Linked DNA regions of Mus musculus: region 1 is linked to region 2. The links are chromatin contacts, called in public HiChIP or PLAC-seq maps. All regions are on one chromosome and are shown on one strand. Each heading gives the region's core, a stretch centred on a gene start, on an enhancer-like site or on the middle of the called end of the contact. The rest is flanking DNA. Distances are from core to core; before and after follow the strand shown. Region 1 holds the start of Ubp1 (upstream binding protein 1). Region 2 overlaps Pdcd6ip (programmed cell death 6 interacting protein).

Region 1 (2,709 bases), core at 41-2,540, 260 kb after region 2:
TACTCCCCCTTCCCCCGTTATTTCCAACAGTTAATAATAAACCTGTCAAATGAACGTTGCTGGACCCACATCCGAATCCTTTGGAAACAATATTATGTGAAAAAAGCAATAATCGAGGGCCGGCTTGGAGGGAGCAGTTCTTCTCAAAGCTTGTTAGGGATACCCAGACACAGACTTCCATGAAGCAGTAAAAGGGAGCACTTGGGCATAGATAGGAAGTCTCTATGCTTAGTGTATTCTTTGTCTTTTGCTGCGGGTATCTGTGTGTGTGTGTGTGGTTTTTGTTTGTTTGTTTGTTTGTTTGTTTGTTTTGTCTTCGTGCTACCTGAACCATAACCTCCCGGGTTTGTTTGTTGTCTTTTGTTTTAGAAAAACACTAGTTTTCTTCACGTTAACTCTCACAGCAATTTGCATGGTTTGTGTTAGCGCACATGATTAAGGAATAACGAGGGTGTCACACACTCTTGTGCTATGTGCGTCACCAGATCTTCTGGGCTCTGCAAATTTGCTTTGTTTTGTTTTGAGACAAGCCCTTGTATATAACCTTGATTCAGCCGGAGCTCGCCAAGTAGACCAAGCTGACCTCGAACTCAGACCAGCATGCTTCTGCCTCCGGATTAAAGTTGAGTTGAGAGGGGCGGGGACCTTTTAGGGAGGGCTGACTGGCTTATTCTCCTGCCAATCAAGATCTTCTGCACAACAGACCTAGCTTACATCAGACGAGATGTACCCGCTTTTCTCTGGAGCGGGGGCAAAAGCCGACGAAAGGGTATTTCCCAGAACCGACGGAAGTAGGACCTGGAACCACTTCCTCCAGTGCGGGCCAATGAGCTCTTACTTATGGCAGTCAATTTAGTCCCGGAGGGGAAGAGCGTTTTGATTGGTGGCTCAGCCGGGAACGCAGAGGCTCACGGGAATCCATTCCGGCCGCTTCGCCGTGACTGCCCAGAAGACCTGTCAGTCAGCCGAGCGTAACCGGTCACACCTCTTCCGCCGCCAGGCCGCGACACCGCGGGGGCCGGGCAGCGCCGCTCGGCCCAGGCGCTAGTGCCGCCGCGAGGCGCGGGGCCGCGAGGGGCGGGCCTGGGAGGGGAGCGGCCGCAGGGGCGGGGCCGGAGGAGGAGGCGGAAGCGGCGAGCGAGCCCAAGCCGGAGCCGCATCGAAGCTGCGTCCGGGCCGGCGGAGCGGCGGCGGCGGGGTTGGCCGGGGCGAAGGGGCGCTGGAGCCTGGGCGGGCGGGCAGAGGGCTGGGGGGGGGGGGGCGCGGCCCGGGAGCGGGTGACGGGCGTGCCGGGGGGATGCGCGCTGGGGCTGTGGGGCGGGGCGGGCGGCGGCCGCGGGAGCGGCGCCGGGGGCGGGCGGCGGCATGAGGCGCGGGGCCGGCGGCCGCGGGAGGGCGGCGCGGCTCGCGGCCCGGTCGCTCCCGCCGCAGCTGCTGGCCCGCACGCTGTGCCCTGACAGCTGGGCCTCGGCCGCTCTCGTCTCAGCCGCGTCCCGCGCCGCCGCAGGTGACCACTCGCCGCGCCGCCGGAGGCTTCACCCGCGTCCTCCCTCAGGACGCGCCCGCGGAGCTCGGGCGCCTTCGCCCCGGACCCGGAGGCCGCGCTGCGCGGGGCGGCGGCGAGGCCGGAAGATGGCCTGGGTGCTCAGTATGGACGAGGTGATCGAGTCCGGGCTGGTGCACGACTTCGACTCCAGCCTGTCCGGCATCGGGCAGGAGCTGGGCGCCGGCGCCTACAGCATGAGGTAAGGGGCGCGCGGCTGCCTCCGCCGGGCGGGGCCTGGGCCGCGGGGTCGGGGTCCTGCCGCGTGGCGCCGTGGCCTGGGAGGCCGACGGGGGCGGCTAGCGGCGGAGGACCCCGTCGCTTCTGCCTGGGGAAGCCGCGCTAGCCGTTGAGATTGGGTCAGAGGGGCAGGGACTTTCTTTCCAAGTGATTTACGAGTCCTTTTAGCTGGAGTAGGCTGTACAAAAGGCACTGTTTCTAATGGGAAAACTGTAGCTTTTCCTACGGTGCCTGGTAGCGTGGCCTGCGACTTTCAGCCGCTTGACATTCTGATAGTAAGTTATATTGTGAGTGAAAGTAGCCCTGAGGGTTGGCGAGCGCAGTGACTTGCTTGTATAGTCTCCTGATTGAGAGTGAAGTTGGGCCCTTGCTAGGTTTCTTCATTCTCAAAGTGACTCCCCTCAGGCTGTTTCCTTTTGCAGAGGGCTTTAAGATTGTGCCACACACAATAGTTTAGTCACTGCTGTCTGCACCAGCAGCTGTTCCTTTTTGTGTAATTGGGAGAGGCGGAAACAGATAGGAGCCAAGTGTGTCTGCCCCTTACTTATCCCGAAAGAGTTGAAGAGTTCTTGGTGGCTCGGCAGCCCTTTGTTTCGATGTTGGAATATGGCTTGTGTAGGGTATGGTTTACCCAAGGAGGTAAAAAACGGAGTGGTTTTTGAAACGTGTGAATTAAGTGTAGTACTTAGTTTTCAGCAGTATGGTTGGTTGTGTAAAGTGTGCGATGTGGGCTCCCTGGGGCTCTCCTACCTTTCCTGCCGCCCAGGGGAGGTCAGAAGCATTGTTAATACCCTAAGAGAAATGCCCTGGGTCAGAGCTGGTCTGCACAAGTCCAGCCTCATCCCTGAAGCAATTAGCCTTGACTCTGGCGGGTCGGGAGGTTTCTTGGCCCGTGGAAAGAAGCGGTGGAAAACATACTAAACTAA
Region 2 (2,700 bases), core at 164-2,663:
ATTGTACTCATCTATGAAACTCTCAAGACCAAAAAAGGAAAAATAGGCAATAAATATTTCTAAGATTTAAAATAAAACTGATTTTTTTTTCATACAATATATTCTGATAACCGTTTCCCTTCCCCCAACTCCTCCTGATTTCTCTCCATCTCCCTATCCACCCAGATCCATGCCCTTCCTATCTCTCCTTAGAAGCACAGGCATCTAATGAAAAGTAATAAAATAAAACAAAAACAAACTGGAATAAGTCAAAATAAACAAACAAAAGAAAAGCGAGCCAAAGAAAAAGAACAAGAAACACATATATTTAAGACAGAGTCTCATCATGCAGCCTGGCTAACCTGGATCTCACTATGCAGACCCGGTTAACCTCGAACTCAGAGATCTCACAAGTCTCTACCCAGTCATGCACACCATGCCTGGCTGTCAGACAGCAATGTTTTACCATGAACACTCTGGGAAAACGATCATCAAAGTTTACGGTAAAAGTTTGAATCAGCTTTGATAACATATGATGTCTTCTAAATTAACAGAGGCTCATGATACATAAGCACAGCGTGCTGAACATTTTCTTTGTACCTGTCAGGAAATCCAGCTTCAATACAATAACTTAGTGTTGATTATAAAAGATTTTACCTCTAGTGCCGGGCGTGGTGGCGCACGCCTTTAATCCCAGCACTCGGGAGGCAGAGGCAGGAGGATTTCTGAGTTCGAGGCCAGCCTGGTTTACAGAGTGAGTTCCAGGGCACCCAGGGCTACACAGAGAAACCCTGTCTTGAAACACACCCCCACCCCAAAAAAAGACTTTACCTCTGTGTGCAATGGCATTACAGATTATCAAAAAGCCTCTGTTAATTTAAATTAATAAATTTACAAAAAAATAATGGCTTACTAGTTCTGATTTTGCTTAGCATAAATGATTTTTGCTTTTCCATGAAAGAGAAATCAATCCATATAAATTTATCAATAAGACACCAATGGTCTGGGACTGTAGAACCTAACAAACCTTTGGTTTCAATCCCCAGCGGGGAAAGAAAATAGAAGAGACCAAAAAGAATAAGAAAGATGTGTCCCACAGCTATCTTTCTCTAAAATTAAAAAAACAAAAAACAAAAAAGAAACGTGCCAAGGGCTGGAGATGCAGCTCTGTAATAGCATGCTTACCCAGCTATTCAATCCCCTGCTCTGCCAGGACAGACATAGGAATGTTTCAGGTTAAAGGCTTGCTTGGGCATGTAGAAAGGCTTTGTCTCTGAAAAGGGGGGTTGGGAGTAAGCTGGGGACACAGCTCAGTGGTAGAATGCCCATATAATATGCACCAGGCCCTGGTTTAATCCTCAGCCCTGCAGGGCAGGGGTTAGGGATCCTGTTGCTGTTCCCTGGGGCTATTCTCGTGTTTAGATTCCTTGCTCTTCACATCCTCGTGTTCTGACCAGATCCAGGCATGTAGCTGGCATTCCTGGTCCACCCATCCTGTAGCCCTGGATCCCTTAGACACACTGCTCTGCAGCTCTCCTGCTGTTGAGTGCTGCCCGGGACCTGCTCTGCCCTCCACACCCTCTACCAGTGCACTCAATACATGAACACAGCTGAGGCCATGAGGAACCTCAGCTGTGCTCATGTATTCTCCCTCTGTTCTCACAGTATACCAGTTTCCCAAGAAGACTCCCAAAGTGGTGCCCCACACTACTGTCTAAATCCGAACAGCAACCCCGATGCTTTTCCTGCTGAGTTTATAAACTTGTAACCAATCATTGTCATCTTTGTACATGACAAAGGTTCCACACTGGACAACAAGCTGAGATAAAGAAAGGTTATATTCATTTGCTAATTTTACAAAGTACTTAACACAGTAAGTACTCACGAAGTAAGTCTTGCTAGAATATATATAATTATTCTATACAAAGAGAAATAAAGAAGAGTATTAACAACTTTAGAAATCTATTGTGCCTGGAAATGTACCTTTTCAATACACTGTTTCTTACTTGCCTGGACTTACTTCCTAGGCAGCAGGGAGCCTCTAATGTAATACAACTGACCTTACAGCAGCCACCACCACATTCTGCCTGCATTTTCTCTCCTCTCTAAGACTTCCCTAATGAGAGGCTCTGTGGGTTCGCTCTCCTGCCATCATTAGAAATATCATCCTGATGCTGTCCATTTACTAACATGCACACCTTGCCAATCTTCCCTTCAAACCATGTGGAATACAAAGAAAATCATGAAGAACAAAGAAACTAAAGTTGGAAGGCTCCCATCTTCTTCACCCCAAGGGAAGTTTCTGTCCTTTCTAAGCTTCCCTTTTACAACATCTGAGTTAAACACTGTTAGCATATGAAGTACCAGCTCACAAAAGTAACTCAACAAATGAAAATTCCAACAGGACATTAATCAATAACTCCACTATCACTCAATGTATAGAATGCTAGTTTTGATATAACAACCCCGATTTACTTCTGTATGTGTTTATGTGTCTGTCTGTGAGCATACAAGAATGTGTGGTACTTGGACTCAAACCCCAAGCCTGGTGCAAGCTAAACAAGTGGCCTTCCATGAAGCTGCACCCCAAGCCCCTTCGGCTGAGTTGGCAGTAAGACTCTGGCAGTCTCTACGTAGCAACTTGAACAGAGTCCCATGAACACAGGACTCCCCATGTCACGTTCTCCCTTCTCACCTCGCTGCCCTGCATGGTCTTTGCTG

Evidence for each region. HiChIP or PLAC-seq counts read pairs in DNA pulled down with a chosen protein or histone mark.
Region 1: a contact with region 2 is called in an H3K27ac HiChIP or PLAC-seq map of embryonic stem cells, with 2.4 times the contacts expected there. The contact joins the promoter of Ubp1 here to the enhancer-like site in region 2. A contact is called at or near these places in 2 of 39 promoter capture datasets (liver and neural stem cells), 1 of 484 Hi-C or Micro-C datasets (embryonic stem cells), 6 of 115 datasets of contacts at active chromatin or transcription factors (the 230-238 cell line, bone marrow-derived macrophages, embryonic stem cells and 3 more) and 2 of 9 other capture datasets (adipose tissue and liver).

Annotation. Positions count from the first base shown.
Region 1 is chr9:113,930,022-113,932,730 of GRCm38.p6, forward strand. It overlaps Ubp1 (upstream binding protein 1), which reads left to right and starts at 1,291. Exons shown (of 16, transcript NM_001372510.1): 1 at 1,291-1,745. The coding sequence starts at 1,633. Gm39439 (a long non-coding RNA gene) reads right to left here and starts at 905. Exons shown (of 4, transcript XR_003948257.1): 1 at 706-905.
Region 2 is chr9:113,669,083-113,671,782 of GRCm38.p6, forward strand. It overlaps Pdcd6ip (programmed cell death 6 interacting protein), which reads right to left. Exons shown (of 18, transcript NM_011052.2): 12 at 2,675-2,700. Among named protein-coding and RNA genes, the nearest start is that of Gm36745, 27 kb to the left of the region's middle. Within about 2 kb of position 1,414, at least 25 of the 459 cell types and tissues checked have an H3K27ac peak or open chromatin away from gene starts, as enhancers often do. A contact at or near this core is called in embryonic stem cells and neural stem cells, where this site is marked.